Linked DNA regions of Capsicum annuum: region 1 is linked to region 2. A link is a contact called in public Hi-C data. All regions are on one chromosome and are shown on one strand. Each heading gives the region's core, a stretch centred on a gene start, on an enhancer-like site or on the middle of the called end of the contact. The rest is flanking DNA. Distances are from core to core; before and after follow the strand shown.

Evidence for each region. A called contact is a pair of places that touch in the nucleus more often than the background predicts.
Region 1: a Hi-C map of leaf shows a contact between it and region 2, with 3 times the contacts expected there. The contact joins the enhancer-like site here to the promoter of LOC107870342 in region 2. A contact is called at or near these places in 2 of 5 Hi-C or Micro-C datasets (leaf and placenta).

What each region holds. Positions count from the first base shown.
Region 1 is chr5:13,273,332-13,280,048 of UCD10Xv1.1, reverse strand. It overlaps the pseudogene LOC107870340. Among protein-coding and RNA genes, the nearest start is that of LOC124898702, 6.7 kb to the left of the region's middle. Within about 2 kb of position 3,893, at least 2 of the 5 cell types and tissues checked have an H3K27ac peak or open chromatin away from gene starts, as enhancers often do. A contact at or near this core is called in leaf, where this site is marked.
Region 2 is chr5:13,141,753-13,148,044 of UCD10Xv1.1, reverse strand. LOC107870342 (glycine--tRNA ligase, mitochondrial 1) reads left to right here and starts at 3,465. Exons shown (of 9, transcript XM_016716835.2): 1 at 3,465-4,043; 2 at 6,155-6,292. The coding sequence starts at 3,543.

The sequences.
Region 1 (6,717 bases), core at 2,644-5,143, 130 kb before region 2:
AAATGCCTATTAACTGTTTGGTATAATGCCTGAAATGAACTGTTTGATTTTTAGTAGGGAAATGCCTATTCCTTATTTGCTTTCTTTAATGATTGTGTTTGTTGGAATTCCTTGCTGGAAAATATTCTTCACCAACAATATGTCTAGTAAGTAGTCAATTTTGACTTTTTGTTTGTTTGTTATAAAGTGTGCTAATTAAGGAATTATACCGGAAAATGGACTAGAGAATGCTGATATTCATGTAAAAATATTGTTCCTATATCAGTAGCGAGCATGCAAAACGACTGTGATTTAGTTTAATCCATGAATATTTATAAAATGTGGTGATTTTCGGGGACAAATAATATTTATCCTAGGTTGTTATTTCATGTTAGATGCTTCAAGATGTCTGAATGAGCTGTTTGATTCAAGATGCTGTGTTGAGAAAAATGAGTTATGAAATGCGCATTACCTGTTTGGTAAAATGTCTGAATGAGCTGTTAGATTTTTACTAGTGAAATGCATTTTCCTTATTTGCTTTCTTAGTGATTTCTTAGTTGGAACTCCTTGCTGGAAGATGCTTAATCGAGTCTATTTCTTGGTTTTACAGTTGTTTGTTGATGTAACAAACACTTAAAATACTCAACATAGGGAACTTATTCCTTCGATTGCAAGCTTAAACGAACTGTTACAAAGAAAAGCCTAAAAAGTGTGCAAATTAAGGAATTACACCAGAAAATGGAATAGAGAATGGTGATATTCATGTAAAAGTTGTTTTCTTGCTAACCATTCTGCTTAAATTCATAGGTAAGACTGATATTGCTTTGCCGCTGGATAAGTTGTCTTTGGATTTATTAAAACAAGTGGAGGGGCCACCAAGTCCTGAGAGGAGGTAACTTTAGTATGTGATCTTGGACTAGCCTTTCTAACATTAGTTTTTCACCAAGTCCTGAGAGGAGGTAACTTTAGTATGTGATCTTGGACTAGCCTTTCTAACATTAGTTTTTAGTGTCTGATTCAATGTCTAGTAGATTGTCACATCAAAGTTTCAATGTTGATTCACTTGTAATGTTGTTTTATGATGCCCATTTGCCTTTTGTTCTTCCATTGGAGCTGCCAATTCACAGTTTGTCATGAATTATGCTTGTTTATGATGTAGAGCTACCCGACGTAGTTTTCACTTTTTTAAGAAACGTACTGGTATTCATGTTGGAAAGGGGATGGACAAGTTAAATACAAGGAACAAATTGGTTTTTTTTTTTTTAAAAGTTTATTACAAGGAAGCAAAGTTGAGTAGTTTCCGAGTCTATTTTCCAGAGTGACAACTCTCACAATTGAAGTAGGGTTGAAACACTTCCATAATGTCTTAGAAGGCATGCATAAAAAAGTGAAAAGAAGCAAGACATGAATATGCATAGTTGCCTACATATTTAGGTTTATTATGGATTTCATTTATTTCCTATCCTTTACCCTTCTTCCCCCTATTCGACCCCTCCTACAGAAACTTGCTAACTCTCACTCTTCCTACTAGGAAAAGGACATATGTAGTTCTTGTATCAACAGGAAGTTTTAATCCTCCAACTTATATGCACTTGCGTTGTTTTGGTACGTATTATACAACCTTTACTATGTTTCTCTCGCTGATCTTTTTCTTCTTCTTTTTATCCCTTTATTCCCACTCGGGGAGGGAGATTGTGGATTGAAGGAGGTGTATGTGTGTGGGTACCAAGGAAAAGAATCCTCCATGTTTTTTCTTCTATTCAGATAAAAGCGACAAGTCATGTATAGTCCTAACTCCTCCAGTACATAAGCTGCTCAGAGTTAATATGATTTTAAGAAAATGCAGTTCGTTTAGTCTGTTTATTGGGTTTTGCTGAACTTTTTGCTATATTGATTCAGAGTTGGCAAGAGATGCATTGACTTCAGAAGGATTTTGTGTGATTGGAGGTTACATGTCACCAGTAAATGATGCATCTAAGAAGAAGGTAGCATAGCTTTAGGAACTTCAAAATGTATAACTTGTAAGGGGAGAAATGTACTATCATGTCCTTTCTAGTCACGAGAGGTGTAGTTTCTTGCTGTCTTAGCACTTTTGCAGGTCAAATATGTTTTAAGAAGTGGAACATGCTTTGTATCTTGTTTCATTGTTACTAACACACAGGAAAGATCTTACTAATGTATTTCCTCCGTACTTTTGTAGAGTCTTGTATCTGCTGAACATCGTGTTGCAATGTGTGAGTTAGCTTGTAAAAGCTCAGAATTTGTTATGACGGATCGCTGGGAGGTCTCTCTCTCTCTCTCTCTATCAATCTATTTATCTCCTCCTCCTCCTCCTCTCCACCAGAAAAAGAATCCCCAAAACCTCCCTTTTTAATGTGAGCAATATTAAGGTACTACTTGGTATGATTGCATCACCCAGTTTTATATATGACGTATTTACACCACTGCCGCAGTCTGGGACAAACTAAATTACCTTCATCCCGTCTATGATTTTGCTTGAAATTATTTGTGCAGGCAAGTCAGGATAGCTATCAACGAACATTTACAGTTCTTTCTAGAATAAAAACCGCTGTCATTGATGGAAGTTTGGCATCCACTGGTAAGATCCATAATTGACATAAGTCAGTCTGTTGGAATACTGTTGATCGAAATTCAGATTAATGGTCAATGGTTACATGAGAAACTTGCAATCCTACCGAAACCAGCTTTTTCTTTTTGATAAATATTATGTCGTTCCTATGTTTTTAGTGAAAGAAAATTTTTTTTTTTCCCCCTCCAGCCCCCCCCCCCCCCCCCCTCCCCCCCACACACACATACACAGAGAAAAGGGAAAGGAGAAAACATACTACCTTATTCCATTTTTTACAAGAGCCATATGTGTGATAATGTTAGCTTGCAGAAATCTTTAGCATTCGTTTTTATGCCTCCATCTTATTTAACATGTAACATGTTAGTATAGTTTCAATACGTTGTGTACAATTATCAAACTCTACACGCCCATTTTGCAATTTCTCTGCACTCTGGCTTTACTTAGGAGTTGCAATACGTGGTGTACGATTATCAAACTCTACACGCTCATATCTGCAGATCTTCCTTGCCCATGAACTGGTGGGTTTCATCTCCAAGTTCTTGCTCACAATTTTTCCCCTTGGAAGGTAAAGAAGAAACTTTGCATGCTTAGTATATGTTTTGGTTGTTACCAACTTATAGTTGAAGGAAAAGTAAGAAGAAACTATTTTCCGAAGCAAGTGATTTAGTTGTTGAAGCCTAGCTTCTTCATTGTCTAAAGCTCTGAGCGATTAGTTAGTAGATCACTGTGCAGTTCATTTCTCTTGTGGAGGTAGCTTTGTTGTGTACTGATGTGTACTTTCTCAGCTTCAAATTGAATGTGATGTTCTACAGATTTGATGTTCAGTTTGTAAAATTGAATATTTTCACTTCCATCACTCAACTTGTCCCACTTATCGTAATCAATGCGCATGTTTCTTACTACCTAATAAATTACTTATTACCTAAGTCGCTATGCAACCTTAAGAAACTGCTCAAAAGTGAACATGCCCTTCTATCTGGAGAAGACTTTAACAAACTTCCGTTAAAGTTCAAAACAGTGGTTATTTTTCTTGCAGAAGACCTCAAGGTCATGCTAGTATGTGGTTCTGATCTGCTAGAATCTTTCAGCACACCTGGCATTTGGATACCTGAGCAGGTAAATTAAGATACCTCCTTTATGTTGGACTGAAGTTATGCTCTTATAATGTTTCGGAGAAGAAATAGGATATGTTTATCTGTTGATTTTCTAGGTCAGGGCCATATGTAGAGACTTCGGCTTGGTTTGTGTCCGAAGAGGTGGCCAGGATGTTGATACATGTAAATTTGCAGAAGAATATCCGAGTCGTGGATGAAGTAGTGCCAAATGGAATCAGTTCAACAGGGCTAAGGTGAAAAATCGTCGATCTGACTAGCTAGGAGGATAAGAAATAAATCTTGGACATTCTTTCTTTCCTTGGTCTTTCGTTCTGTCATATTCCTAATAACTTATCCAATTACAACGTATTAACCGCTAATGCAAGAAACATGTGAAGTGTATGGCTAACCCAATAACGAAAGTTTCGTAAGGGGACTGGAGCAGGCTACCATGAGACAAAAGATCTTCTTTCTAAAGAGATTCGATTCGGAACTCTTACAAAGAACAATTATCCAACTGAATCTGGAGATTTTTTATTTTTTATTTTTATTTTTATTTTTATTTTTTAGTGTGTGAGAAATAAGTATACAGATCCTGCTGAAGGAGTTCATGGCTTCATGTGATTAGGAGAACAGAACAAAGATTTCATTAAAAGTTCATCTATTCATGAAGCATAATTGGCTTTGCCTTTCCTTTCCCCTTCCTCTTTTGTTTTTGTTTTAAACCATAATTGGATACTTTCTTGCTATATATGTTTTAGGACTCTTCAAATTTCAAAATGTCACTAAGTGCATGATGGATCTTCCAAAAATGCACTATTGCATTTTTGAAGGATTAGATATAGATACAACAACATATTTTCTCGGCTAAAAGTGACGGCATTATTTTCGCAATAAGAAGAACGTGGGCTATTATTAGCATCATGCAACTAAATTTCATGTCCAGGTTCAAAAATAAGGAAATAATTGACATTACATTTATTTATTATTAGCATAGGTAGCTTACTAGTATACATCATAAGAGTGAAAGCAATTGAAAAAGGTCTTTTTATTAGAGATTTTTAATTTTACGCATAAGAGATTTTAAAAAGTCATATTTTTTATTCTAATTGTAAGTGAGCAAGAATACAATACTCCAAACAAAGTTTAAACAATAAAACATTATTCTAGCATGGATATTGAAGCTCAAAGTCATCTTAAGTTTACTGTCTGAACTGTCCATATGGATACATAACCCCAGGCAACCCATTGTTAGTAGCAATTGAAGAAGATGAATCAGTGAGACCATCATCATTCGCCTCCATCTCTTCATTTCTGTAAATTTAGAAGCGGTAAAATTAATTCAATTTTTTTGGTAATCTATTTAACTAAATTAAGTTTTAATGGGTTGGACTACGATTAATTTGTTGACTTGATACAATTGCATTTGAAATGACTCATAAATTTCTTGGGTTAGACGGGCCAACATAGTGACACGACGAATCGAATGTAACTCGAATACAAATTAATACGGATTTTTTTAAAAAAGAAGTTAGACCATGTTGTATGGATTGAATTATGATTCAATTTTTGGAAAATTATACGCAATGACCTTCAAAATAGATGATTTTAATACTTCTGGCTCTCGGTTGTCCAATGAACAAATCATCAAGGTCAAAAATCAAAAGCGTTGCCCATGAAACAAAACTTGAATTGGATAGAAAAATTCAAGACCACTTATTTTCAAATTAATCCTTTTAAATCATCCTTTATTACTTGACTTATGGCCCATTCAAGTTTGATCAACTGACCCATTTGACTTTTTACCTAACATTTATCATGGCAGCTACAACAAGATCATAAAACAGCTCAGTTGGCAAAAGAATATGAGTATGCTAGCCCAACTTTGTTCATGGCCCAAAGATATCTTCAAATGTCATAATCTTACGTTGCTCCCCGTGACAACGTTCATTGGCTGATTTATATAATAGCTCATTAATTTTTGGATATCTTCCTTTTCATCATTGATAATTTTTACCTGCATTGGAAGAATATTGTGCATGATTCTCGTCACATTGGCGACGAGTAACTGAAAATTCTGTAAGCGTATGCCTAGTTGCTCAGCTTCTGTGTCAGTATTATTCGGACCTTACATACATATCATAGCCGAAATAGTTTTAGTTTTCAAACATAAAAACTTGAACTATGTTTAAGACTCACTATAAGAAAATGTACTTATAGCTACAAAATCTAAGTTAGCCACAAAAACTTGAATTTCATGGCTATCTATAAATTCGTAAATTTTCTTAGGCACAAAAATTAAATTGACAAAGCTAAATCTTCATTTTGGTTATAATTGCTAACAATCGTGGCAATACTTATCTAAATAGCTATAGTTTTACTGCTACAATAAAATTTTATAGCTAACTATAAGTTTTTGTCTCACAATAAAAGTAACTGTAGCATCAGTAACCTTTTAGCTATAACAAATTATTTGAAACAAACTATTGTAGCTAAATATAATGATTTTGCTTCAAGTTACAAACATTGTGACTATAATTAAATGAAATAACCATAAATTTTTTGCTAGAATAAAATTTTGCAGCTTACAATAAATTTTTGCCACGCGATAAAAATAATTGTAGCAATAGTAACCTATTAACCACAACAAACTATTTGGACCAAAATACTGTAGCTAAATAAATTTCTTTTGTGTCAAAATATAAGAAATTGTGGTAATAGATAAACAATATAGCCACGCCTTTTTTGCTATAGTAAATTTTGTAGCTAATTATTAATTTTTATCACGGGTTAAAATTTATTGTAGTAATAATAACATTCACGATAAATTAATTTTAAATAAAATGTTATGGTTAAATAAATATATTTGCTTCAAGTATGTATAAAAATTTATTGTAGCAATAGTAACCTTTTAGCCGTAAGAAAGATTACTTAAAATAAAATATTATAGTTAACTATTTTTTTTAATTTGGAGTACTAAAAATCATATAGTTGGCTTGATAATAAGTATAATTATTTGTTATTACAAAATGATTTAGCAATAAATTTATTAAA
Region 2 (6,292 bases), core at 2,216-4,715:
ATTTATTCTACTCATGCATAATGATTAAAGAGACATTTAAAACTCAAGAGTTTCCCATCATTCACAAATCAGCCCCCGACGTTAGTTATACACAAATTTCATGATAAAAAGAGGGGCTCTTAATTCATGCTCTCAAAAACAATTCACAAATTTTATCATGCAAGGTTTGTAAATTTCATCATGGGGAGTGAAATTTCACAAATTACATTCGTAAATCATCTTTCGGATTCAAATCACATAAGCACAAGATTTATAAATCAAAATTATAGAAAATCCCATGACAATTTCATAATTCCATCAAATTGATTCCACAATGCATGCTCTTAAAACAATTAACCAAAACCCTTTTTCATATACATACATAAATATCTTCAAAGCTTGTAAAATCATAAAACCATGCCCATGAGATTTAGGATAGCCCCACGTACCTTAATTGCAAAGAATCACGAAGAAATTTTGAAAAGATTGGACCTTTAAGCTTGATTGCCCAAACCCTAGTTGTTTTCTCCTCTTGTGTTCTTGAAAGATGAATTAGGGATCTTGAGAGAGTTAAAACATTACTAAAAAGCTTAATTTTGTTTAAGGATGATTAAGGATCGAATTTGGGTGAGGAAATATGACTAAAGTGCCCCTAAATCCTTTAAGAATTGAAATAACGCAAAAAAATAGTTTAGATTCGCGTCAGGTTTTGTATCGGAGCGCAGTCGACGCAACGCGTCAAGATCACGTCGGTTTACTGCCTCATACGAAAAATGCCATAACTTTTCGCTCGGTTAACGGATTTAGGCAAAATTGTTATCGTTGGAAAGCTAATTAAATTATATACAATTTGGTAGGTCTTGAGCTGGAGAATTTTATGTGTATCAAAAGTTACACACGTTCAAAGTGGACCTTTGTAGAATCGAATATCAAACTTTGGACGAATGAAGGATTCTTAGCTTAACTTTGCTTTAAGCGATTTCTATGAACATTTTCACCTCATAATCACTTCATATACTAGGAGAAAGATCATGACACATGAATTTAAATATAAACCATGAAATTAGAGCTTTCACACATAGGAACGACGGTCCGATTTCTAGTTTGAAAATACGGGGTGTTACAGAGAAACACGAAGAACTTGCTACAAGGTTAACGCTAAACTGGAGGAATGAAAATAGACCACAGAATCTATAGAGTTTAGGTTGAACAGGAGTGCAGGACCAAGATCGAATATCTAAAGTATAAGTTTAGTGATGTAATGCGTGAGGTCAGTGTAAAATCTACAAATCATTCAAAAGAGAGAAAGTTTTAAGTATCTTGCATTCATAATCCAAGGAATTGAGAAATTGATGAGGATGTCACTCACCAATACGGTATAGGATGGATGAAATGAAAGTTCGCGTCCGAAATATTATGTAACAAGAAAATGCCAATAAAACTTAAATACTAGTTCTGATAGTAGTAGCTAGACTATTATGTTGTATGGGATGGAGTGTTGATGCTAGTCAAGGACTCTCGTGTTTAAAAGTTGAAAGCTATCGAAATGAGAATATTACAATGGATGTGTGGAAATAGTAAGAGTTATGATTAGAAATTAGGATATAAAGGACAAGGTAGGCAATTTGATGGAAGACAAGATGCAAAAAGTGAGATCAAGATGACCTGAAGATGAGACGTACAGATGCCTCAGAGCAGAGGTGTGAAAAATGGCTATGAATAATTTGAGGAGAGAGAGGTAGACCGAAGAATTATCGAAAGAGGTGATTAGACATTACATGACATGACAAAGTTTCAACTTATCAAGGACATAATCTAAGATAAGAGGTTATAGAGGATAATGACTATAGTAGAAAGTTAACATGTAATAGTGTGTTGTCTAATTATTTATGATCCATACTAGTAGTTTTCGTATTGCTCATGTAGTTTTTGATCCTTGACTTATATAATTACTTATTGTTAATTTGTTGAACTTTGACTGTCGTATTATTTATTGTTGTTATTGTCTTGTACTATCTGTTAATTTTTACTTCGGCTCTTTGTTTTTTTTGTTTTGAACTTTCTCTGAACTTTTTTTTTTCTTAAGCCAAATGTCTATCGAAAACACTCTCTATCTTTAAGGTAAGCATAAAGTCTGTGTATATTCTACTCTTCTTAAAATTCACTTTGCATGGTTATACAACACATTGTTGTTGTTATTTTTAATAGAGAAAAAAATATCAAAGCACCTCTAAATTTGTCCGTCAAATTTACTTTAGCCTTAATTTTACGGGCAATTATTTATCCCCTAAACAACTTTTGAGTGAATTAGTATCACCTCTGGTGCTAATGTGAGATTAAAAAAAAAACTTAAAAGCATTTTTTTTTGCACACTTGACCTGCCTGGGTAATTGTAACAGAAAATTAAGTTTAACTGATGGTGTAAAATATTTTTTACAGAATAGTGTAGAAAACTTAAATTATATTTAAAAACATTACTCCTAATTACTTTTTTTTAAAGGCAAAATATATAGATAGACTCATGAATTTTTTGACTTTTCGTATTGACACTTTAATTAAGTCATGTACTTATTGAACCCTTTATTTATTCACAAATGTGTCAATTAAGCACAAATTGCATAATTTCATATTAGGTTTGACGCGTGAAAGTCAATTGCCATGACATGAAAATTATAACCAACGATAAAATTACATGTCATCCAAGAAAAAAAGTTAATTTTTTGTTAAAAAAAATAATTTTATTTTTTTGCCGCCTTCTTCCTCTAGTCTTTCATCCCTTTCCACCATTAAAAGTTCATCTTCACTCCTCCATTTTCTACCAAAACAACATCCAACAGTCATAAGAGGAAGAAAAAGAGTAAAAATACAAAACATACTTATATACAACAACAAGCAACAATAACAAAGAAGAGACCCACACGATTCAAATTTTTTTTTGGTGAAATCTTCGCTGGAAAACGCCATTCCAACATAACCAGCCACCCTCCCAACACCACTAAACCACCACCAAAACACTCGCAACGACCTTCACCTCATTTTCTGTCTAATCGTCGGTGAAACCCATCTAATGCATCCATTGACCAACTTCGAACCATCATTCACTTTATTAAAAAACGATTAGTTTTCTCTATTTTCACACATCCCATTAAATAATTTTTGCACAAGAACTCAGATTATAATATTTTGGAGGAATTTTACCTTCAACTGATAAGAAGAATTTTTTTTTAAAAAAGAACATAAATAAGAATAAATTACGGTTTCTCACATTTTTGAGGAAATAAGAATATTTTGGGAGAAATGTGGTCAATTGACACATTTTATGAAGAATTTCAGAGTTTAATAGGTACATGACTTAGTTGAGACATCAATACGAGAAAAGTCAAAAAATTCAGAAATCTATTTACTTATTTTGTCATTTTTTAATGTTTGTAACTTATGTTTTAATTTAATTTAATGTTGTATTTTTTTTCCAACTAATTTAATGTTGTATTTTTTTTCCAACTAATTTAATGTTGTGTTACCCCCACCTAGAAAAACCTAGTGGACTAACGCTTTAGTGCTGCATGCGTATCCTTCATACTCTGACTATTTACGCATTTTCCCTCCGCCGCCGCCGCGTAAACCCCACGCATTTCTCCCTTAAACCCTACATCGGAGCTCCTCATTCTTCCGGCTCAATGTCCACCGCCTACGCCGACGAAAACTCACTTCGCCGAACACTCGCACAAAAACAATCAACCATCGAAATCCAAGGCGGCGCCGTTCGTCAATTAAAGTCATCAGGTGCATCGAAGTCGGAAATCGATGCTGCTGTACAAGCATTGAATGCGTTGAAACTCGAGAAAGCGGATATTGAGAGTAAGTTACAAGCTGCTATTGGTGGTGGTGCTGGTGGTATTTCGGCTGCGAGTAGAGATGCGTTTAGACAGAATGTTGTGAATACACTTGAACGACGGTTGTTTTATATTCCGTCGTTTAAGATATATAGAGGTGTTGCTGGTCTTTATGATTATGGTCCTCCTGGTTGTTCTGTTAAGTCGAATGTACTCGCTTTCTGGCGCCAGGTTAGTTTCCATTTTTTCATGAGCATACTATTAGTGTTTCAGTATTTTAGTGAATCAATTAGTTTTGGCATGTTAGTGAATTATCTGTAGCGCAACTCGACCAATTCCACGAGATACCTGCCACCTATGACCTGCAATAGTTCTGGTGTTCGTGTTAGATTGTGTGCACCTTAATTAAATTCCATGAGATACATGCAACCTGCTACCCGCAATAGGTACCAGGTTATACTGTTCACCAAGGCTATATCCAGGTGACACTGTCCACCAAGGCTATGACAGATGGGTAGAAATCACCTATTAATTTTTGATAATCATGGTGTTTGGGCCAGGTTGCATGCACCACGACTAATCCCATGAGATACCTGCCATCTCCCACCCACAACATGTACCCGATGACATTATCTACTTAGGCTAGGACATATGGGAAAAAATCATTTAGTGTTTTTGTTTTTTAATAATTGTGGTGGCCGGATCAGCTTGCGTGCACCTTGATTAACTCCATGAGATACATGCCAACTTTCACCCACAATAGGTACCCGATGACACTGTCCACTAGGGCTATAACAGACGGCAAGAAATCACCTATTAATTTTTGATAATCCTGGTGTCTGGGACAAGTTGCATGCACCACGACTAATCCCACGAGATACCTGTCATCTCCCACCCACAATGTACCTGATGACACTATCTACTTAGGCTAGGACATATTGGAAGAAATAATTTAGTGTTTTTGTGTTTTAATAATTGTGGTGTCCGGACCAGCTTGATCTCAGCTAATTCCTAATTCCGCGAGGTACCTGCTACCTACCACCTGTATTAGGTACTAGGTGACTCTGTGACTCTTTCCATCAAGGTTAGTTAGGACATATGGGAAAAATCACCTAGTTTTTTCTTTAATAATTGTGGTTTCTGGTCTAGCTTGCGTACACCCCACCCGCATTAGCTACCAGGTGACTCTGTGACTCTGTCCACCAAGGTTAGGACATATGGGAAAAAATCACTTAGTTTTTTTTTTTTAATAATTGTGGTTTCTGGGCTAGCTTGCATACACCTCGGCTAATTCCTAATTCCGCGAGATACTTGCTACCTCCCACTCACATTAGGTACTAGGTGACTGTGTCCACCAAGACTATAACATATGGGAAGAAATTACCTAATGTTTTTTGTCTCGTGAATGCTATGTATCCCTTCTGCTCTATGCAGGATTAAATTGGAAGATGAAGGGCATTTAGAATTTCTATTTAAATTTTTGAAAATGTTCTTACAAGTTTCAATTCATTGACCTCCAATCAGAATGCTTATAGTCAACACAGTAAGAACCGGAGGATTTGCATTTTGGTTGTGGCAAACAATTTGTATAGCTATTTCCTTATATATTCGCTAAACGTTGTGTTGCGGCCAATATCACGCAACTCGACTAATTCCACGCGATACTTGCCACCTCCCACCAGCAACCAGCAATAGGTGCCACTTAACTCTGTCTATTAGCACAAATGGGAAAAACTCACCTAGTGTTTGAACCTGAAACTTTGATTCAACCTAGTTATTGACCACTAAGCCACAACCTTGGTTGATATTTCTTGAATATGCCTTAGCTAATATTTAAAAATTAACCTAAAGAAGATAGGTAACAATAGTTCAGTAAGGGTTTTAGGGGTGCCCAGCACTTTCTCACTAAGCAAATATCCTTCCTTAGAATCTATATTGCTCGGACTCTCCAAAAATGATGCTGCATTGTGTTGGATCCTTCAAAAATGAACTACTTTTAAAGTCCAACACGCACCCGTTGACATTTTTGAAGAGTCCTAATAAAATAGCATATAATCACTAGGTTCAAGGCTAGTTGAGTCAAATATATTCAATGGGGTTCGTTTTATAGAACTTTAATAATCGGATCAGGTGATATAGCACCCTATAAAAGGAAGAAATGTTTTTGGGAAATTTAAAAAAACAACTCGAAAGAGGTTAGAAAGGCATTCATGGCCAAAAGACAGTAAGCAATTGCATCTACCTTAAACTGGTTAAAAGACTAGAAACTCAAGTTTTGGAGCTGTTAAGCTTTGTATTCACCTTCTCATGATTTTTTGACTGGTTTTCCTGTCATATTCCAGCATTTTGTTTTGGAGGAGAACATGTTGGAAGTTGACTGTCCCTGCGTGACCCCTGAGGTTGTCCTAAAAGCATCAGGTCATGTTGATAAGTTCACTGATCTTATGGTTAAGGACGAGAAGACAGGAACATGTTATCGT